Linked DNA regions of Mus musculus: all the other regions are linked to region 3. The links are chromatin contacts, called in public HiCAR-type, HiChIP or PLAC-seq and promoter capture Hi-C maps. All regions are on one chromosome and are shown on one strand. The core of a region is the stretch at or near the end of the contact, and the rest is flanking DNA. Distances in the headings are between cores, read along the strand shown. Region 1 holds the start of Pyroxd2 (pyridine nucleotide-disulphide oxidoreductase domain 2). Region 2 holds the start of Hps1 (HPS1, biogenesis of lysosomal organelles complex 3 subunit 1). Region 3 holds the start of Cnnm1 (cyclin M1). Region 4 has its middle 40 kb from the start of Gm25216. Region 5 has its middle 17 kb from the start of Gm25216. Region 6 holds the start of R3hcc1l (R3H domain and coiled-coil containing 1 like). Region 7 holds the start of Loxl4 (lysyl oxidase-like 4).

Region 1 (2,906 bases), core at 65-2,564, 690 kb before region 3:
GATTTGTAAAAACTGTGTGAGACATATCTTTATTTTAGTATCGATAATAAAAAAAACCAAGTCTGTGTATAATAAACACTCACTCATGCGTGCACAAATTGGAGAGGGTGGTTCTCAGTAGACACAAGAAGAAGCCAAACCAGGCCAGCATTTATTTAAAGCTGTGTGATGCGTCTCACAAAAAAATGTGAACCTGCTATCATCTATGTAAAAGCCCAGCTGGGAATAAAAGCCTTCAGGTCCCAAAAGTGTGACCCGGAAGGCCCTGGTGTGGAGTGCAGCCTGGCCCTAGGCTATGCCTTAACCTAGTACTTGAGGCTGAGAGTCAGCAAGATGTTGCAGGACCACCACTGTAGCAGGTATCTATGTCTGAGGGAAGCCATGGGAGATGACACCCTTTGTGGATGCATTAGGGTGTCTGGGAACCCCTCAACCACCTTTTCTCTTTATGAAACAACTCTGGCTTCCTTTTCCAATGGATGATCGCAGAAGTGAGATTGGCTCTCATTTGTCTACAGTCCGGAGGTCTTTGCTTCCTGCATAAGGTCCCGGGAGGAACTCACTCATTTTGCGGGAGATACAGGGAAACTCCTGCGTTTATTTAGTCACTCATTATCATTCTAGAGAGAAAGGTTTAAACCCAGAAGGCAAGAGCCGTTCTAGTCCACACAGCACACCAGGGTGGAATTAGAACCCAGGGATCCTGATTCCCAGGCCAGGGAGGACTTCCATCCCAGGTCCTGCTCACTGGAACTCCCGGCCAGGTCGTGCCCATAGGAGAGGCAGCAGCAAGGCTCCTTGGAGGCCCCTCCAAGGCCGGTGGGCAGAACGCTGCCTTCCTTCCCTGAGCTCTGGCTCTGCCCTCTTTGGTTTTACCTGCTCCTATCACCACGGCATCGTACTCGGGCTTCAGGCGCCCGTTGGCTCCCGACTGAGCTCGTTTCCAAGTAGGGCAGGGAGAGGAGTGCAAGGCCCTGATGAGACCTCGGCCGCCGGCAGCCATTTCTGCCCCCAGCAATTTGCTTGCACAGTCAGCTTTCCAGAGGCCCAGGCAAGGGGAGGGGCTGGGAGTTACAGTTCAGTGTCAGCCTTGGCCTTGGGCCACCGTTTCCCAGGGTCCGAGCTTCTGCGGCTCTGAGTTTGCGCAAGCCAGCCTAGAGGAGGGGGCATGTAGGCTAAGAACTGGCAGAGTCTGAGTAGCTTCGAGGAGTCAAGCGAGTAGGTGGCAGAGTCTGAGTAGCCTCCAGGAGTCAAGCGAGTAGGGACCAAAGAGAGAACAATTTAACTAGGTTCTCCCAGGCCCGGTAGTGGGCTAAGGGAGAAGAGGAGCCAACGCAGAGGCCCCGCCTTCCTCTTGCCTCCCTTTTCTGTACCGGCAGAAGCCTGGGGGCGGGGCCGAGATCCTAAGCTGTGGGATGGGCGCTGTCAACTCAGACTTTACTCCTGCTTGTCTGGTAGTCAGGGACCTTGCAAGGTGACCACTGCTCCTTGTTGCGGGATCCTCCCCAGTCATCTTTCAGTGCCTTTGGACGACAGAAAAGGCCACCCACGTCTCCAAGAGCTGTGTGTGTGTTCTCTCACGCACACTCCAGTGAGGCTAGTCTTGCTGGGAGGAAGGATATGGACAGTTTGGGCACCTTTCCAGTTTTCCAAAGTTTCTCAAAGATTTGGGCTCACACCTGTAGATTACCTCAACTAGTATGAGTCCATACATACAATCCCTGTGCCCTATCTTGAACAGAGAGGACCGGTCCACTCCTCAGGAGTCACTCCTCTACAGGAGAAAGGCATTGGAAGTGGCGAGCTGCAATCATGAAACGGGCAGCCTTGTGTGGCAGTTTGGACAAGAGAAAGACAGATGGGGGCGGAGCCGTAGCTAGGTCATAACTTTGGCCAGCTTCCAAGATGGCTGGCTTCCTCCTTACCCTCCTGACCTGGGACAAAAGCCTGACGAGGTTTTTCTTGGCTAGTAGCGCTGTTTTTTTAAAAACTGGGTATGCTGCAGCAGAGGGGTGCTTTAGCAGGCCCATGCTGAGGCGTTCCTCTGAGGTGTCAGCCATAGGACAGGCCTAGTATAGAAGGAAGTTTATCTGAGACCCGGGAAGGGGGTGTGGGGAAAGGAGTAGAGGAAGAGAAAGAAAGGGGACAGAGAAGGACAGAAAGAGAGAGGAGCAAGAAGGGCAGTGGCCAGCAAGAACACGTGGAGAGGAAAAAGATGGGGTGGGGAGGGGAGGGGAGGAGAGATAGAGGGAGGGAGAGAACAAGGGGAGGGGGATGAGAACGGGGAGGGGGAGAGGGAAAGAGAAAAGAGGAAGAGGAGGAGGAGGAGGAAGGGAGGGGGAGGGAGGGAAGGAGGGAGGGAGGAGGCAGAGAAGCAGAAGCAGCAGCCCAAACAGTCCTTATGTGCCTGGCTCCTGGCTCACACCTAGCCCTTGCTAGGTAACTGTTAGGAGAAGCCTACAGGAAATGCTAACAAGTAGACTTGCCTGCCCAGGGACCAGATGACAAGTTCAAGGCCAGCCCAGGCCTTGCTTACCCCACTCTTAAAAGCCCTGGCCCTTTGGGTTCCAGGGCACCTCCTTTGCTGTGCAGACGGCCTTTTCTCTGTGTGTACCCTGCTGGGGTGTATTTCTTCACCCCTAATAAAAGCCTCTCCAGTGTTTCTGTCTGCTGCTGGTTGCTATGTTTGAGAATTTATTTCTCTGGCTCTCAAGATTTTTTTCCTTCCCTTTGAAGTCTTTAACTGCCAGAGAAAATGAACTGGATCAAGACCCCCTAGACGGTAATAGGAACCTGTGTCAGAAATGATTCAAACCCAGAAGGCATGGCAAAGATGGCTGAGTAAGAGGGCCTCTGAGAATCCCTCGACCCTCAGCATGGGCAGCACTCCGCACACGAGGAAGGTT
Region 2 (2,890 bases), core at 10-2,509, 660 kb before region 3:
ACCTGGACACGGGCTGAGAAGTCACAGGTTCCCCCATTTTAAGGACCACAAGCTAGAAGGTGTCCTTTATGTGGAGCAAGCGTTGATGACACATTAGCTCCTACCTCCTCTGCAACTGGACAGTTTATATTTGGGTCACTCATTCACACACAGGTGGGGTCAGCAATCCCACCCTGAGCAGCCCCAGGGAGCGGTGAGCAGGGATGGGTTACTACACAACCCATCGCAAGCTGGCAGGAGGTCCCAGTGAAAAGCTGCATTCGGGTTTGGTTCTGGTTGGGCTTTCCTAAGGTCCCATTCAACTCAGAGATTCAAACTCCTCTTGGGAGGCCAGGGAACAGAGCGCTGTTGCACCTTCCTACCGGGTTACGGGGTTCCTACCAGCCAGGTCGCAACCTCAGCCCAGTAGGCTCATCTTAAGGACAAGAACGGTGGGTAGGTGTTATTCTTATTTCCCGGCTTCAAATAACAAGAGAAATAAGCTGCCTCTGGAATCCTCCCATTTTGATAACAGGCAAGAAGAATCTAAGGCGGAGGAGGAAGGTTTGATCCTGGGGATTTTGAAAGCAATGAAACTCTGAGCCTGGCTGCACCATTCTCGGGCTTGCCTTGATGGTAACTTCCGGTAAGCACCCGCATACTTTTCGGTGGGTATCTGGTTTTACGGTTGCGGCTAACCTCATTTTCTGATCTTTGTTCTCTTTATATTTTGCTCTAAAAGGAGGAAACTTTGAAGAGAAGGGCGATTCTGAGAAAAATCCCCTGCACCCACTTTTACCACCCGGGTCACAGTTCTCTCATTGTCCCTAGCAAACTGTCCCCGTGGCCTCTGTCCCGCCTAACACAGCTCAGTTGGGGGGTGGGTGCGAGGGGTGGGGACTATAGCCTGTGATGCTCCAGCAGGAGCAGCTGGCCTAGGAGGGAGTCTCTCCCTGCGCCGCTTAGCACCGCCTCACTGCGTGGCTCCGCCCAATAGCTGCTTAGCACTCTTTCAACGACACCCAGAAATTCTGACGTACCCTCCCCCTCTCCTCCCGGGGACGAAGGCCTGGCTTGTGACGCCCGCTCCAAAAGGCATGAGACTGATGCGGGTTTCCCCGGGTGCCCGGGCCTCTCCAAACTGGGAGAGCTTGCCGGAGGTGCCCACCGAGGGGCGACCCAGGACTGCGCTTGGTCACCCACGATGCCCACGTACCGGATCCGCGGCTCGCACCGCCCAGCGTGTAGCCAGCCTGCGGCGCGCTTCCGGGTAGGACACGTGACTCAGCCACATGACCGGGGCCTGCTTTGTGGGTTCGAGCCCCGCCCCGTCAGGCATTGCTCACCCTTCAGGCTACTGTGCTTGCTGGTCACCCGCCGCTAGGGAGCCGTGCCACGTTCACCCTGGCATAAGTAGGTATCTCACTGCCTTTAGAGGCACCAGCTGAGCCGGTGACATTTCTAGAGTCTCTTTTGCTTGATTTAGCTAAAGGGATTCCCCACAGATTTACAGAAGGGGCAACTGAGAACCCCGAGGGAACCCCCTTGCTGAAGAAGGAACAAATGGAACCAGAACCCAGGTTTCCTTGCACCTTCACCTGGCCCTTCCCAGCCTTTCGTTTTCTTGCCGAATCTAGTTGTAGGTGAAAGGTACCCTTTTTGTGGGTGCTTTCCCTTACTTACCTCCAGGGGGCGGAACCCGTGTGTCTTAGTCAGGGTTTCTATTCCTGCACAAACATCATGACCAAGAAGCAGTTTGGGGAGGAAAGGGTTTATTCGGCTTACACTTCCATACTGTTGTTCATCACCAAAGGAAGTCAGGACTGGAACTCGAGCAGGTCAGGAAGCAGGAGCTGATGCAGAAGCCATGGAGGGATGTTCTTTACTGGCTTGCTCAGCCTGCTCTCTTATAGAACCCAAGACCACCAGCCCAGAGATGGTCCCACCCACAAGGGGCTTTTCCCCCTTGATCACTAATTGAGGAAATGCCTTACAGCTGGATCTCATGGAGGCATTTCCTCAACTGAAGCTCCTTTCTCTGTGATAACCCCAGCTGTGTCGAGTTGACACAAAACCAGCCAGTACACCATGCAGAAGAGCCCAGCTACCTTTGGGCTCCTTGATTTACAAAGGTTCCCAGTCTGACTGAGGGCTGCATACACATTAGGGCTTTTGTCTTGAACCTGCGAGTGATTGCATACTATCAAGATTTTTATGTGTATTTGGAGGGGCAGAAAGAGTGAAGAAGGCCAATGGAGTCCACAGAAGAGGTTGGGCGCCTACCACAGGTCCTCATTGGGTACCTTGGTGCTTCTGAGAAACTTTGTGTACGACCCAGCATGAGCACTCCGCACCCACTAGGCAGAGGCCAAGAGCCAGTGCTGCGGCCACTCTAGCTACCTAAGGTACAATTAAACAACATCGCAAACGCCTGCGCCTGCGCCTTCGCCACCACCCTGCTCAGCCAGGCTCCACAGTACAGCCACAAGCATCAGTCTCCTGGAGTCCTGAATCTGCCGACACTATCCTGACTTCGGTCGGTCATTTCCCCCTTGTTTCAAACAGTTTGTAAGCCTGAATAACTGTTACCCGTGAACAATTTATAACTAATCTAGTCCATGTTACCTGATGCTAGTGACTTGTGTCTTGCAGATGACTAAAGAATGGCGCCGATCATCTCTTCATGTGGTTTTTCTCTTCATTTGTGTAGCTTTAAAATTTTTTTTGCTTTCAAATAAACATTTATTCATATCTTCTACCCCTTTTATTATTATTATTATTAATCTATTTTTAGCCATTGACTTATTATTGGATTGTAAGATTTCTTTATGTTGTAGATATGTTTTAAGTTAGATATATATTAAAAATACCATTATTTGATCTGTCTCTGTGTGTGTGTGTGTGTGTGTGT
Region 3 (2,864 bases), core at 141-2,640:
TGGAACCACCCACTCCAAGTGCAGGTGTGATGTGGGGGGCGGGGGTTGGGGTGGGAGGGGTGGGGGGGGTGGAATCCAGGGCCTACTGTGTGCTAGGCAAGCAAGCTACATCCCCAGGTCAGAATGGAACTACTTTTTACTAGGATGGGTACATGAACACGCATCCATCGACGTGTGTAATAGCATTGCAGAGGGTCGTGGTGCACATGCGTAATCCTGGAATCATTCTTGGCAATCGAGTGAGCTTGGCCTGTGTGACATGAGACCCAGTCTCAAAACGCAATGGAACATACATAGCAATATAACAAAAAAAAAGTGATTTTTGCTACATACACTTAAGAATCGAGTCATAAAAATAAAGCAACACTAGCAGATGGTGGATAGAAATAACGTGAGCAGTTCAGTGGGGGAAAGGCTCCCAGATCTTCCTGGGGAACAGTCGGGTGTGTATTTTTACTACAGTGATGGTGGTTACACAAATTTAGATATGACAAAATGATAGGAGTTTTACCCCAATGTCGGTTTCCTGCTTTTGATGTAAACCGTAGAAGGAACTGAGTGAAAAGCAGAGTTGTTTCTGTGTATTCTTTTAACAACTTCTTGTTAATCTGTGCATTGAGACTAATCCTGTTATTGTATTTATTGAGCATCCTCCCATTGGCATACACGAGCATGTGCATAAACTTTATCCGTGAATACTTTTAACAAAACGGCGGTATATTGCATCATGGTCCTGAACCTTACTATTTTTTTTCTTTGGTGACTTTTCCAAATTATATAGACATTGGGTATTGTACAGTCTTTTCCTGGATGCATAATACTCTGTTCCAAATTGGTCCCATAATGCATTTCAATTTATTGATTAACACTGGTATCTTAACAAGGAATTGCACTTAAATAATTTGGAAATTTTTACAATATGAAAGATTAGCTAGAATTTGATTGAGGCCAATTTTTTTCACGGATTTCATAGGACCAACCACCAGAATATCTTTTAATTAGAAGCAAGAACACGAAGGACAGAAGGAAAACGCTGGGAAATTTCCTGGGTCCAATGGGAAGCAGTGAGCCTGCAGTTTGGAATTACTGCCGGGAATTCGCCATAAGGGCAGGGAGTGGAATGGGGGAAGGTTGAAGAGGAGGAACTACAGATGTAGGAGGCCATGCTCCAAACCCAGCCTTCCCAGGGCTCAGATATACTTAAGTGTATCCAGGCTAGGCACTGTGACGGTGCGTGGCCACCAGGCGGGTTCCTACCACTCCCACCATCACCTCCCCCACCCCCGCCTCCAGCCCACGCGCGCAAGGGGAGCACACGTGGTGACCTGCCTGGGGCTGGATTCCGGGCTCCAGCTCCTCCTCCCTCCCTCCAGCTCGCGCTCGGCTTGCTGCAGTATCACGTGCAACCGCGCCGGGTGCAGGATGGCGGCGGCGGCCGCGGCGGCAGCAGCGCTGGGTGTCAGGCTCCGGGACTGCTGCAGCCGGGGCGCCGTACTCCTGCTCTTCTTCTCCCTGTCCCCTCGGCCCCCGGCCGCCGCTGCCTGGTTACTGGGTCTGCGACCCGAAGACACTGCCGGAGGCCGCGTGTCTCTGGAGGGGGGCACCCTGCGGGCGGCCGAAGGCACCAGCTTCCTCCTGCGGGTCTACTTCCAGCCTGGCCCGCCGGTCCCCGCCGCGCCCGTGCCCGCACCCTCCCTGGCCCCGGGGGAAAACGGCACGGGCGATTGGGCCCCGCGGCTCGTGTTCATCGAGGAGCCCCCGGGCGCGGGCGGCGCGGCGCCCAGCGCGGTCCCCACGCGTCCCCCGGGACCTCAGCGCTGCCGCGAGCAGAGCGACTGGGCGTCGGACGTGGAGGTCCTGGGGCCCCTGCGCCCCGGGGGCGTGGCGGGCTCGGCCCTGGTCCAGGTGCGGGTGCGGGAGCTGCGGAAGGGCGAGGCGGAGCGCGGCGGCGCGGGCGGCGGCGGGAAGCTCTTTTCGCTGTGCGCCTGGGACGGGCGCGCTTGGCACCACCACGGCGCCGCCGGCGGCTTCCTGCTGCGCGTCCGCCCGCGCCTCTACGGCCCGGGTGGGGACCTGCTGCCGCCCGCGTGGCTGCGAGCGCTCGGGGCGCTCCTGCTGCTGGCCCTGTCCGCCCTGTTCAGCGGCCTGCGCCTGAGCCTGCTCTCGCTGGACCCGGTGGAGTTACGGGTGCTGCGGAACAGTGGCTCGGCCGCCGAGCAGGAGCAGGCGCGCCGCGTGCAGGCCGTGCGCGGCAGGGGGACCCATCTGCTCTGCACCCTGCTCCTGGGCCAAGCCGGCGCCAATGCCGCGCTGGCCGGCTGGCTGTACGCCTCGCTGCCGCCGGGCGTCGGGGACCCCGGGGAGGACTCCGGCGAGGCGGGGGTTCACTTCCCGTGGCTGCCGGCGCTGGTGTGCACCGGCGCCGTGTTCCTGGGAGCCGAGATCTGTCCGTACTCGGTGTGCTCGCGCCACGGGTTGGCCATCGCCTCGCACAGTGTGTGCCTGACCCGGCTCCTCATGGCGGCTGCCTTCCCGGTGTGCTACCCTCTGGGCCGCCTCCTGGACTGGGCTCTGCGCCAGGAGATCAGCACCTTCTACACGAGGGAAAAGCTGCTGGAGACGCTGCGGGCCGCCGACCCTTACAGCGACCTGGTGAAGGAAGAGCTCAACATCATTCAGGGAGCCCTGGAGCTGCGCACCAAGGTGGTAGAGGAGGTGCTGACCCCTCTAGGGGACTGCTTCATGTTGCGCTCTGACGCCGTGCTTGACTTCGCCACTGTATCCGAGATCCTCCGTAGTGGCTACACTCGCATCCCGGTGTATGAGGGCGACCAGAGGCACAACATTGTGGACATTCTGTTCGT
Region 4 (2,894 bases), core at 121-2,620, 780 kb before region 3:
AAGGAAAGGGATTGATGCTGAGGAAGCCCCTACTGTGTGTCTAACAAGCCCCTACTGTGTGTCTAACACGCTCCCTCCTTAAATCCTCCATGTGAGCCTAGCAGATAACAGAATCCAGGATCCAGAGGAGGCACAGAGTCTGGGATGTGTCCAGGGCCACACATCCAGGAAGGAGAACCAAGGTCTTGGGCTGAGTGTGACTGGTGGCTTTTCTCTGACCTGTTAGTATGAAGATCACAGGGAACATTTCTCAGGAGCCAGCAACACGGCTCAGCATGGGTGCTTTCTGTGCAAGGCTGGCTGGCTACCTTGGATCCCTGCAACCCAGATAAAGGTAATAGGAGAAAAGGCAGACTCTCCCAGCTGCCCCGAGGCCTCCACATGTGTGCTATGGGAGTGCATCCCTGTGCCCACGTCAATAATAAATGAAACAAAGCAAAACAAAAATGAAGCCAGTGACAGCTTGGGCTGGAATTTAAGCCACAATTAATTGAGCCAAAGGTAGAAACTGTCCCTAGACATGAGGGACCCTTGGGGACATTAAAATGTGCTTCTTGAATGTCAAGGATAAAGTTCTTCTAAGCTGCCGACAAATATCCATGAAAGGAATTTTAGCATTAAATAAAGTTCGACGAGTTTTTATCGATACCTTCTTAGAGCCATGTATGTGTGGGGTGGGGAAGGCCAGTAGGTAGTCCTGGCAACCTCACACTACTGAGGTAGAAGTTGTCAAGCATAACTGAGAGGCAGGGCTTCCAGAAACTTCTCTTAGAGCTCACTGACATTATTTTTAAAGGTTCTAAGAAGAATACTGGCTCAACTTTTTTCAGTCCAGACTTTTCTGAATTTTGCAATGGTCCCTCCTCTACTGCCCTCTTGCCCCTGGGGAATGTTTGCAAACATCTTTGGAATAGTCTAGGGGAGCCCCATCGGCCTGCAGGCAGCTCCACGGTGGGGGCCTGGGCTGTCAAAGCCGAAGGACACGCCCCTTTCTTTGTTCAACAGACCATGGGGCTCTGCTGCGAGGACTACAGAAGCTTCTCTTTGCTCTCTTGGTCAGAAAAGATGTTAGCTCCAGCTAGGATCTAGCTTAAAACGGGTGTCCTTCCAAATTGGGGGATTACTCAAACCTCTCAGCCTTTGAGCTAGAGGGATCCCTCGGGTCAGCAAACAAGTGTTCAGGCACGTGAGTGCCGCGTGGCTTTCGGAACACATGCAGGAGCGGGTTCCAGCAGGAGACTGATGCAGCCTGAATTGTAATCAGAGGAACACACTGGAAAACAACAGATTCGGGCCCTTTGCCTCTGGGCCGGCTTGGCAGCGTGGTGCACAGGACTCTGCTTGCCTCTGTGCTGAGCTCACCCTGCCAAGAGCCAGACTTTGTCCGAACATCCATGTGCGGGCTGAAGAGGGGAATCTGTTGACAGGACCCAGCTTCCAAGCCTGGACCTCGTGGCCATAGCTCTTCTCCAAAGTGACACGTAGCCAGGGCTGTTTACCCAGCAGAGTCAGTGCTTGGAGGCCACTTAGCTTGCCAGTGCTGTGGTAAGACGGAAATGCCTACATGGGCGTGGTGACATTTGTTTCTAGGTTGGAAAATAGCCTGGCAGTGTTCTTTGATGTCCCATGGTCCTGGACTGGCTTCAGGCCTGTCACCAGGCTTTCTGAGCCACCAGCTCTTCTGTGAGACATGCCCCCCCCCCCCCTGAGCTTAGCCTTCAGATTGGGTCATCAAGAATCTGTGGGAATCTCTGCATACCTTACCAAGTAGTCACTGTTTCTAGTCTGTCCTGAGTCACATGCATTTAAATGTCCCAGTAACGCCATGAGGGGGGAGTCCAAGGGTGCTCCTCATGTTATGTTGGGAAACTGAGCCCCAGAGAGGTGGAACTGGCTTCCAGGATTTCTGGGGTGGAGCTGGCATCTCTGCTTAGGTCTGATCTACAGAGGCCCGGCCCCAGTCACTTCATCTCTGCTTCAGAAATGGCCTCCCTCCGAGGGCCTGTTGGCGCGCTAGGGTCTCCCAGTTTCTCCTTAGGATCTTTTCTGCCAGGTGCTCCAGAGAAAGATGTGGGGAGGAGAAGTGGCCTTCTCTCTCTGGCTTGGAGGCCGCTGTCCCCTCGCTTGGGGTATCATAGAGTAGGGGCACAGAGGCTTGGAAAGGACAATTATCGAACTCACTTTGTCCTCCCAGAAGCTATGAGGGGAACAACCAAATATCTCATTTCATAGTTAGGAAACTGAGGTACAGAGAAGAATGTATGACGTTATATACTGACAAGCATCAGAGGTGAGGCCTAAACTCACAGTGGCTGGCTCTGGACATACCTGATGTACATTATGCTGTATTTTAGGTCTCAGAGGGCTGAAGATGGAAGATGTGGCCCTTTAATATGGTTCCTCGTGTTGTGGTGACCCCCCCCAACCATAAAATTATTTCTGTTGCTACTTCATAACTGTAATTTTACTACCGTGACGAATTGCAACGTAAATATCTATGTTTTCTGGTGGTCTTAGGTGACCCCCGTGAAACAGTCCATTGATCCTGAGGGGACTGAGACCCACAGGTTGAGAACCACCGCTGTAGAAGAAGCAATAAGCCCTCCCTACTCATACTATGGGAAGCCGAGTTCTATATCTACCTTTTCCTCTGCATCCAGGCCCAAGGGCAAGGTGTAAGAAGAGGAAATATTTAACTTTTTGTGTTACTCTGACCAAAAACCTGTCAAGAGGCAACCTAAGGGAGAAAGAAATTACTTTGGCTCACAGTTGTAAGGATACAGACCCAGTGCGGTGGGGAAGGCAGCTGGTCCCATTACACCACCCGCCAGGAAGCAGCTGACAGGAAGTGAGGGCAAGGCTATCAAAAATGTAAGGCTCACGGCAGCCCCTAA
Region 5 (2,825 bases), core at 210-2,709, 720 kb before region 3:
TGCCACACATTTGTCCTTACAGAAAGTCAGGGATGCCTAATGGGTCAGGAGTGGGAAAGACTGAAGGTCAGGGATGGGAAGGACTCAAGGTCAGGAGTGGGAAGGACTCAAAGGTTGGGTGTGGGAAGAACTCAGGGTCAGGAGTGGGAAGGACTCAAGGTCAGGGGTGGGAAAGACTCAGGGTCAGGAGTGGGAAGGACTCAGGGTCAGGAGTGGGAAGGACTCAGGGTCAGGAGTGGGAAAGACTGAAGGTCAGGGATGGGAAGGACTCAAGGTCAGGAGTGGGAAGGACTCAAAGGTTGGGTGTGGGAAGGACTCAGGGTCAGGAGTGGGAAGGACTCAAAGGTTGGGTGTGGGAAGGACTCAGGGTCAGGAGTGGGAAGGACTCAGGGTCAGGAGTGGGAAGGACTCAAAGGTTGGGTGTGGGAAGGACTCAGGGTCAGGAGTGGGAAGGACTCGGGGTCAGGAGTGGGAAGGACTCAGGGTCAGGAGTGGGAAGGACTCAGGGTCAGGAGTGGGAAGGACTCAAAGGTTGGGTATGGGAAGGACTCAGGGTCAGGAGTGGGAAGGACTCAGGGTCAGGAGTGGGAAGGACTCAAAGGTTGGGTGTGGGAAGGATTCAGGGTCAGGAGTGGGAAGGACTCAGGGTCAGGAGTGGGAAGGACTCAAAGGTTGGGTCTGGGAAGGACTCAGGGTCAGGAGTGGGAAGGACTCAAGTTGAAACTGGCACTGAATTTTCAGGAAATGGAAACCCGGCAGCAGACGGTGTCAATATCAACTGACCTGCAGCAGACGGTGTCAATATCAACTGACATTCAGAAACACTTGCAAAATGACGAGGTTGGGAACAGACTGAGAAGCAAGAGTGCCTGGCCATAAGATGACCAACTCTGGGCAAAGCAGGTCTGTGTCCAAACAATGGTCAAATGACCCTACTGTGACTCCAGCTGATTTCCCGTCCTGTGAGCATCGCCAGGAGTGATGGGTATCGGTAAAACCTCTCCCAATTCAGCACTAAAGATGTTACTGTTTCATGAGGACAAATCAAATTGGTTCTGTGGACACAAAAACTAATTTAAAGAAGAGCTGTAATTTAAAGAGCAGAAGTGAGAGCATCAGGGTAACATATAAATACATATTTATGTGTATACTGTGGGTAGTTATGAAATAAATTACTGCTAATTAATCAAAATAACCCAGATGGCCTAAAAAGGCATTATATAACTTGTAAATTGCCCAGACCTCTGAACATTGATGCTAAAAGCAAAACATAAAATTTCTAATGTGACGATTTCAAATTAAAATTTCTAATTGCAGAGGCTGTTTAAGTGAGAGAAGGTTCCATGACTGACAGACTGTTGTACTCCTGCTAAAAGTCACAGTTGTTGTGACTGGAAGGCTATAGAACAGCGTGGGGGTTACTTGTTTTGAAGGCAGGAACACTACGGTTATGTAAGCCCAGGATGATCAAGGCTAGCCGGCACGGCACCATGTTTCGCTGGGAAGAGCTTCCTCTGTACCTCCCAAGAGGAAGGATGCTGAATGCTTGCGGGCTAAGGCACTCTCTCTGAGCATCTATTAAGCACCATCTTATTAATAACATTTGTGCTCAAGAGCTGTAACCAGGGACAGTGTTTTTGTTAGTTTTTATTCTATCATTTACTTTTGTTTATCGTGGCAATAATAGTGGAAGAGATACAGAAACATAAAGGAGAAGACATTCGCAATTTTGCCTTGGATAGATAACATTTTGGTGTTTTCTTTTCAGACATTTTCTTATTCAGACAGACATGTCAGCACATTTTAAAAATAAAACAGGGAACATACGCTATTGCTGGCAGATGTTGATGAGCATGGCTTTGCATGGGCCAGCACCATCCCGCCCCATCAAGGCTGCCTTCTCTTTTGTCCGGCAGTCCAAAATGCTGTTATCCTGCAGAGTGGGGTCCTCTGCCGGTTCTGTCAAAAGGCATTGGAGGGAGAAGCAAGGTGATTTGTAACCTGCTCAGTTCCTGCAGCCACCCCCGATCCTTTGCCACCACTCGCTTTTGTCCTAGAACAAGGGAAGGGCAGGATGGCTCATTGAACCCCCTGGTCTGGCCAAATGGTGTGTGGAAAGGCAAAAGCCAAATGGCCATACCTGAGGCATTTAAGCCGGATCATGCCCCCCAATCTCACAGCAAGAGGAGTGACAGCCAGGATATCCACACCTGATGCCCAGCGCAGATATGGAGAGCTGGGAGCTCTCCCAGAGGCGAGGGGTGGGAAGGACTCGGTACCAAGGCTGTCTGATCCTGAATCCCAAGGCTAAGGGGATGTGGCAACTACAGCTTTGTAAAAGTCATTCCCTGGGCCTCAGTTTTCTAATTTGTTAGTCAAGTTAAAGCACTGACTTTCAAAGCACTGGGCCTTGTCACTCTTGCTGGGTAGAGTCACTCTGATGACATTAGCTGAACTCAGAACACAAGTCTTTCCCATGGTTTCTGCTGCGGTGGATCAGACACTCCTTCCTCCCTCCCTCCCTCCCTCCCTCCCCCTTCCCTCTGCAGACTCTCTTTGTACACAATTAAAGGTTACTTGCCAGTAATTCACAGCAATCTGGTATTCATAAACTAACATTAGTGTTCCTAGAGCTTCCCAAGGACTGCTGTGTGCTATGCTGTGCTGTGCTTTGCAGAGGAGGGGCGGCTCCTGCCTTTACTTGGTGCTCGGCTGTTGTTTTTGAGCTGCTGTGGTTTCGGTTGCTGTTAGTCATAGTTCTTATTTATAAAATATTATTGGTTTTTGTGTCCTCATGAACCATTTAGCCCGATGAGAGTTGCTGG
Region 6 (2,836 bases), core at 121-2,620, 920 kb before region 3:
TTTGACTAGTATCTGTCTCTTCTTAAGGGACCATAAATCCACAGGGGTAGGCACTGGTCTGCTCATTATTTTCGGCCCCAGCACTGGCCCATTGTAAGCAATAATATACAACCATTTTGCTGAGTGGTCAGCTCACCCGAGGGGGAAACTTTTTAGGAAGGCTCACATCTAACCTATCCCATAATCAGATCTGGTAAGGGATGGGAAGGAGAGTAGTGGATTGGGAACTACTATTTTGTAAAAGCTCCAAGGTGTTCACCTTCATTCCTTCTCTCAAACTCAATCGAATGGTGTCTTTACAGGGTTTTAACACAAACACGACTTGATTAAATTTGTTATTTACACAACTCGGCCTTTGGCAGTAAGGACCCCACAGCCGTACTGAGATCAGTAAGGAGAACAGTAATCAGCTAAGAAACTAAGCAAGTGGGAATTAAGTATCTGGCAGTGGAAATAAAGAACAGACTCAAATGCTAGAGAGAGAGCCTCTACAGGGTTTGGTTAGCATTCAAATGTAGATGAAGAGGCATTGGAGATAGATGGGAAGGCAGTGAACAGAGAGGAGAGACACAGTATGAACTTTTCAAATATTTCTTTTTTTCTTGTATAGTTCCGAGATCGAATCCTGGGCACTTCACCTGTTTGCCAATCACAGGGCTATACCATTCGCGCCACCAAAGCGTTCAAGCCATTTTTTGACAAGTCTGCAAGATAGGAATGAGATAGGGTCGTCTAGAAGTTGGGAGTACGATAAGCTAAAGCAAAAAAAGGGGCCGGGCTGGACGCTCCCCTTCCTTATTCTAAGAATTGCAGAGAACAATATTCAAGAGGTGAGTTCGGGGGGGGGGGGGAGAATTACAGGAAGAGACCGAGTCGAACGGCATGGAATGAGGAAGGCAAAGCTGGATAGTGTCATAGAAAATAAATGATAATGTCCAAGAGCTTCAATGACTAATGCTTAAGTTAGACAGCCTGAAAATACTTGCAGTGGGTTTGGCGACAAGGACACTGGCTGCAACAAGGACATTTTCTGCGGGGGGCAGAAGCTGCAGTGTAGAACTCAGCACACACAAGGAAGGAAGTAGAGACGCTAAGTGCAGATTACGCTCGAAGAAACTCGCCCGTGGACGAGGAAAGAGACACGGTTATGATTGAGCAGGACGTGAGAAGATTTGAGCGCTTTCACAGCTGAGGGTTGAGATGGAGGATGGACGATACAGGAGATAGAGGAGCGTCAACGCCCTCCCGCCCTCTCCATTTGCCGGCCCCGCCCCCCACGCGACGCGACAGGGGCTCGCGAAGACTACAACTCCCAGGAGGTCCCGCGGCGTGGGCGGAGCCAAGGCCTGGCGCGCACCCCAGCGGCGAGCGGAAGAGCAGGCGCTTCATGGTGGCAGCGGAAGCGGAGAGCGACAGCGTCCCGGTAACCACGAACCCTTGAACCCGATTCTTTCTCTCCCTGAGCTGGTGCTGGTTGCCCTCGCGTCTTTCCTCCGGCTCGGGAGAGGACCCTCTTTCCTCCTGTGTGTTAACGCTGGTTTTCTTTTCCTCCGGTGACGCGCGGGGCAGGCCCCCGCCTGGGGCGGAGGTTATTGGGAAGCTTCCGCCCTTCGACCTGTTGGAGCCCCGGGGCGGGAGGGCCACCCTCCGGTCTCTTCTGTTTTCTAAGGGGCCGGAGGCCTGCCTTGGGCCTCTGCCCTAATGCTTCTTTCTGGTAGAAATCGTCTCCAGTCACCAGGTAGCGAGCGGGGTCTTAGGACCCCTCTGGGCTGCGGAGCTGTGGACCACCGAGGTGGCTTCGGGACAGCCCGGGGCCGCGGGCGATTCCCGGGCAGTGGCACTTCTGCTCCGCTGCTAGGACCCCCGGGCTATGGGCTGGCCGGGAACAGTTTGTAAAGTAGGATGTTCTTCCTGCTCTTCTCGGGCGGTCCTCAGAAAACTTCCAACCCACTTTATCGAAAGTTGTCTTACAAACTTTTTTTTCGTCGCATCTGAGTTGTGAGGGAAAGAGTACGGGGTTTATAGAGTCTGAATCCTGAGAGGATGATGGGTTGGCCACTTGATGGACCTGTGGTCTTTTGTAGTCCTATTACCACCACCTTGGTTTCTCTGTCTGGAAAAAAAAAGAGGGGGTGCAGGGTCTTTTGTACTATGCTTTTCAGTGTTATGATCTATGTGTGAGACGTTTGTGCTAGAAAACATTTAAAATAAAGTTCCTGTACCCTCTCTTGTGTGGTCCAGGTCAGTTGGATTTTAAAATCAACGGTCATGTCTTTATGAAGACCGGAGTTAATGGTGTCTTTAGAAACTGCGATGAAACCTACAAGTGTTAAAGCAAGGTTTCAAGCGGAGAGGTGACATTAGGGCTTGACCACCTGTGGAATCGGTGTCAAACTTCGAGGCCCATCAGCATGCGACACACAGCCAGCTGCCCCTGTTGCTCGGTTTCCGCTCTTGGAAGCACTACACATGACAAGCATCCCCTAAGACTTAGAGCTCCCGAAGCTTGGTGCTGAACCACCAGTGTCTAGGGTTTGTGGGTTGCAGGCACTACTTACTCATGTAATAATAGCTGCCTGAGCTATTTAGCGCAGGGTTGAGGTGTCTGTAGTTCATTGGTAAGATTGCATAAGGCTCTGAATTCTCTCCCTAGTAGTAACCACAACAACAATAACAAGCAACAGCAGCCTTTAATCCCAGTACCAGAGTCGGAGGCTGGCTGGTCTCGGAGATTTTGGTAGCCTAGTCTGGGTAGTGAATTCCAGGCCAGGAAGAGCTCCTCTTTAAAAAAAAAAAAATTACTCTTTTTCACTCTTAGGGTTGCCTAGGTTTCCCA
Region 7 (2,992 bases), core at 483-2,982, 830 kb before region 3:
TTGTCACCAGAGTGTTCTCTTTCCATGTCCCCTTTCTCCTCTGTGCTCTTCTGAGGGGGTGGGGAGTGGGTCACTAGGTCTGAGCTGAGAGATGACCCTATACTGCTCCTGCTATGGGTCAGGGAACTACCATCAGTGACCATGTCAAGAGTCCAGGTTTCCTCTCTTGGCCTCTCAATTTGCACACATGTGAAATGGCCCTAGGGTGTTAACATGCTGTTGGGGGTCTCTGATAGGCTAGGCTGTTCTGCTTTGTGACTGTGGCTCAAGTTCCCACTGTTGGAGGTCTCCTCAGAAGCCACAGGCCTTCAGGCTCCTTGCCTAGAGGCAGGGGTGGGCTTCTGCTGCAAGACCTGTGCCTGTAAGCTAGGGCAGTGCCCTTCCTTTCAAGCCACCAGGATGCAGGCCCTGGAGAGCCTCCATACTTCCTGCCCACTCCAGGTTCCCAGAACTGTTACTCACACCAAGCTCGTCTCCTCATTGTCATTCCCAAGACAGAGCCTTCATCTCCCAGGGCCCATTGTTAAACTCCTACACACATGTCAACACCCAGCTCAAATGCTGCTCCCTCCAGAAAGGCCTCCCAGTATCCTACCTTCCTATTTGTTCCCACTGGACTGAGTACAGGAGGACTGGGCTGAGAACTGGGTCTTGGAGAAAGAAGGTGCCCTTTCTCTTCCCCAGGGAGAAGGGAATGGGTGAGGGGGCCACAGGATAAGAATGCCTCTAGGACCCTGTTTGAATAGGCCTCTCCATTTCACAGATGGAAAGGTCGGGGCCCCAGGAAATGAAATAGCTGGACTGGCCAGAATTCAAACAGGCCACCTGGCTACAGTCTGGGCTCTCATTGATTGATCGATGTTGGATGAGGGAGAGAGAGGGAGGGTGAATGGAACTCTACCTTGTCACTGGCTATATGACTCAGGCTGAAGTGCAAGGGCACTGGAGTGAAGTCTGAAGACACAGGCACCTGCCCTGGCCAGGAGGGAAGGCTGCGAGAGGATGATTGCCCAGGATTCCTAGAGGTTTGGGGGGGGGGGGCGGCTATCCTGAGAGGCTAGCTGTGGGTCACTCCTAGTCCTTTTTCTGTGACTCTCTGGGCCTTGGTCTAGGCCCTGTACCCTTATGGCATCGTTCCTGTGGTTAGAGCAGAGCCTACAAATAGGCTCCCACCTATATAGGGCTGGGGAAGGTGGGGTTTGAAGCCCTCTGCCTCCAAACCCTCTTTCACATCATCTCCAGCAGTCAGCTCTATGTAGAGGGGAGCCCAGCTCTGCTCCAGCTCTTAGTGCCCCGAGTCACAGGAGAGACATCTAGTTCTATTTTACTCCGTCCCCAGCATTCTTTCAGGGTGAGAAATGGTTACACACAGTGTGTTCACACACAGTGTATTCACAAACCTAACACCCAGACTCCTGCTTGCCAGAGCTCTCTCCACTCATGTAGCCTTGAACCAACTCCCCTAACATGATGGGCACTTGTCCAGTGGGGAAGCAGGTTGTGACCCACCCACTGGGCTGACTTATCCATGGGATCCCCCCATTCCTCTGAGCTTCTAGAGGCCTGCCCACCCGCGAGAAACAGAAGAAAGGACAAGACAGACAGCAAGAGGCAGACAGGAGATCGCAACAGGCAGGAGCTCACCGGCAGGATCTGGAGGTCGGGGCTGGGCTGGGCGCCACGGCAGAGCAGCGCTAACGGGCCTCCCGGGGCGCCCTGGGGGCTTTTTATCCGCCAGCCTCCCGCCCCAAGTCCGGGCCTTCCCCGGGGGAGGTCGCAGGCCCCGCCCCGGGCGCGCCTGTGTGCACGGGCAGCCCCGCCCGGCCGGCCACCAGCCAGGCGCGCAGCTCGGGACTGGGCCAAGTTGGGAAGTCCCAGGCGCTGCGGGGAGCGTGGGGGGTGACGGAGTCCCGGAGACGCATGGCGGGGGACAGCGTCGGGTGGCAAGGATCCGGTCTGCGAGTGCCTCTGCAGGCACGGTTTTCTCCTCTGTCTAATGGGCGATCGGAGCTGTGTCCCATTAACCTTATAGAACTGAGCGCCCCACAGTCTTAGGTCTGGATCCCGTGGGCTGCTTCTGCAGGGCAATGCAGGCGTTCTTTTGGGGTGAGGGCCCCGTTCAGTGGTTGGGTGATGCAGCTTAAGTAACAGTCTCTCTGTGACCTGGTCCCCAAGGTTTACTGAAGGCGGCTTGAGAGCAAAGCTCTGCTCATTATGAAGTTCAGTCCCAGGAGACAGGATTTGCTTCCCAGAGTCATAAACCTCGCAGCAGAGAACTTAAGACTTCCGGTACTTAGCCAGGATGTCCCTGGTCCTTGCCAGGTTCAGGGGATGAGGGCAGTGGAGGACAGAGGGGAATGAGAGGCTGTGGAACACAACAAATGAAGGAAGGCCTGCGGAGGGGAGTCCCCCAGCTGAAGAAGCAACCAGGCTCCAGGCCTCGGGCTTCCAGTCTTCAGCTCCTTCAGAACCTCACGTGTGAAATGAGCAGACTGTTTCCAGTATCCTCTCTAGTCTCAGAGCAGTGAGCGGCGCGTCCCCCACCTTGCCTCAGATTGACAGCTAACGGTTTCTTCATTCAGGACCCTCTGTTGATTTTTCTCCTATGTGCTAGAAAAAGGGCTAAAGTGCTAGACGCTGGCAGGGGGGTACCCAAGTCTGAAGAGGGAAGATGTGCAAATAAAGGTGACCTCAAGGCAGAGGTAATGAGGGCCAAGATGGCATGTGACAGCCAGGTCACCTTGACCATGTTGCCAGAGACCTGGGTCCACCCCTAGCTGCTCATGTCTAAGATGTCCCCCCAGTGGCCCTGCCCCACCCGACCTGGGCCCAAAACATTCCCTAGGATGAATCAACAGGAAAGAATGCTCCCAGCCTCAGGTCAGTGGCAGAGGCAGAAACCCGGCTCCTCCCCTAGGGACAATGAGGCAGCTGTGGACCAGGATACCAGGTATGCACGGGGCCTCCACCCTCTGCCCAGCCACCTCTAATG

Evidence for each region. Promoter capture Hi-C pulls out the DNA fragments that hold promoters and counts their contacts. HiCAR-type assays count read pairs that join an accessible place to other places. HiChIP or PLAC-seq counts read pairs in DNA pulled down with a chosen protein or histone mark.
Region 1: a contact with region 3 is called in a HiCAR-type map of kidney, with 4 times the contacts expected there. The contact joins the promoter of Pyroxd2 here to the promoter of Cnnm1 in region 3. A contact is called at or near these places in 6 of 39 promoter capture datasets (the C10 cell line, the SN4741 cell line, cranial neural crest and 3 more), 7 of 115 datasets of contacts at active chromatin or transcription factors (astrocytes, differentiating embryonic stem cells, embryonic basal ganglia and 4 more) and 3 of 9 other capture datasets (adipose tissue, embryonic stem cells and liver).
Region 2: a contact with region 3 is called in a promoter capture Hi-C map of embryonic stem cells, with 10 times the contacts expected there. The contact joins the promoter of Hps1 here to the promoter of Cnnm1 in region 3. A contact is called at or near these places in 23 of 39 promoter capture datasets (the 3T3-L1 cell line, the C10 cell line, the HPC-7 cell line and 12 more), 3 of 15 datasets of contacts at CTCF or cohesin (the NIH/3T3 cell line, embryonic stem cells and large pre-B cells), 1 of 484 Hi-C or Micro-C datasets (embryonic stem cells), 18 of 115 datasets of contacts at active chromatin or transcription factors (SST interneurons, VIP interneurons, bone marrow-derived macrophages and 12 more) and 4 of 9 other capture datasets (adipose tissue, embryonic stem cells, liver and 1 more).
Region 4: a contact with region 3 is called in a promoter capture Hi-C map of liver, with 2.6 times the contacts expected there. The contact joins the enhancer-like site here to the promoter of Cnnm1 in region 3. A contact is called at or near these places in 8 of 39 promoter capture datasets (the 3T3-L1 cell line, embryonic stem cells, frontonasal cranial neural crest and 3 more), 2 of 115 datasets of contacts at active chromatin or transcription factors (embryonic hindbrain and stem cell-derived neural progenitor cells) and 2 of 9 other capture datasets (embryonic stem cells and macrophages).
Region 5: a promoter capture Hi-C map of hippocampal neurons shows a contact between it and region 3, with 3 times the contacts expected there. The contact joins the enhancer-like site here to the promoter of Cnnm1 in region 3. A contact is called at or near these places in 6 of 39 promoter capture datasets (the C10 cell line, cranial neural crest, hippocampal neurons and 3 more), 4 of 115 datasets of contacts at active chromatin or transcription factors (embryonic forebrain, embryonic stem cells, forebrain and 1 more) and 2 of 9 other capture datasets (embryonic stem cells and macrophages).
Region 6: a contact with region 3 is called in a promoter capture Hi-C map of hippocampal neurons, with 9 times the contacts expected there. The contact joins the promoter of R3hcc1l here to the promoter of Cnnm1 in region 3. A contact is called at or near these places in 8 of 39 promoter capture datasets (the 3T3-L1 cell line, cranial neural crest, embryonic stem cells and 4 more), 2 of 484 Hi-C or Micro-C datasets (both in embryonic stem cells), 4 of 115 datasets of contacts at active chromatin or transcription factors (VIP interneurons, astrocytes, embryonic forebrain and 1 more) and 1 of 9 other capture datasets (embryonic stem cells).
Region 7: an H3K4me3 HiChIP or PLAC-seq map of embryonic forebrain shows a contact between it and region 3, with 7 times the contacts expected there. The contact joins the promoter of Loxl4 here to the promoter of Cnnm1 in region 3. A contact is called at or near these places in 7 of 39 promoter capture datasets (the 3T3-L1 cell line, the SN4741 cell line, cranial neural crest and 4 more), 1 of 484 Hi-C or Micro-C datasets (embryonic stem cells) and 2 of 115 datasets of contacts at active chromatin or transcription factors (embryonic forebrain and forebrain).

What each region holds. Positions count from the first base shown.
Region 1 is chr19:42,751,461-42,754,366 of GRCm38.p6, forward strand. It overlaps Pyroxd2 (pyridine nucleotide-disulphide oxidoreductase domain 2), which reads right to left and starts at 1,315. Exons shown (of 16, transcript NM_029011.2): 1 at 877-1,315. The coding sequence starts at 1,003.
Region 2 is chr19:42,778,719-42,781,608 of GRCm38.p6, forward strand. Hps1 (HPS1, biogenesis of lysosomal organelles complex 3 subunit 1) reads right to left here and starts at 1,260. Exons shown (of 20, transcript NM_019424.3): 1 at 1,196-1,260. Gm16244 (a long non-coding RNA gene) reads left to right here and starts at 314. Exons shown (of 2, transcript XR_386720.3): 1 at 314-625; 2 at 722-2,856.
Region 3 is chr19:43,439,023-43,441,886 of GRCm38.p6, forward strand. It overlaps Cnnm1 (cyclin M1), which reads left to right and starts at 1,391. Exons shown (of 12, transcript NM_001373992.1): 1 at 1,391-2,864. The coding sequence starts at 1,423.
Region 4 is chr19:42,658,586-42,661,479 of GRCm38.p6, forward strand. No RefSeq gene overlaps it. Among named protein-coding and RNA genes, the nearest start is that of Gm25216, 40 kb to the right of the region's middle. Within about 2 kb of position 1,371, at least 99 of the 459 cell types and tissues checked have an H3K27ac peak or open chromatin away from gene starts, as enhancers often do. A contact at or near this core is called in liver, where this site is marked.
Region 5 is chr19:42,715,237-42,718,061 of GRCm38.p6, forward strand. No RefSeq gene overlaps it. Among named protein-coding and RNA genes, the nearest start is that of Gm25216, 17 kb to the left of the region's middle. Within about 2 kb of position 1,460, at least 21 of the 459 cell types and tissues checked have an H3K27ac peak or open chromatin away from gene starts, as enhancers often do. A contact at or near this core is called in hippocampal neurons, where this site is marked.
Region 6 is chr19:42,517,435-42,520,270 of GRCm38.p6, forward strand. R3hcc1l (R3H domain and coiled-coil containing 1 like) reads left to right here and starts at 1,371. Exons shown (of 7, transcript NM_177464.4): 1 at 1,371-1,423.
Region 7 is chr19:42,611,074-42,614,065 of GRCm38.p6, forward strand. Loxl4 (lysyl oxidase-like 4) reads right to left here and starts at 1,733. Exons shown (of 15, transcript NM_053083.3): 1 at 1,645-1,733.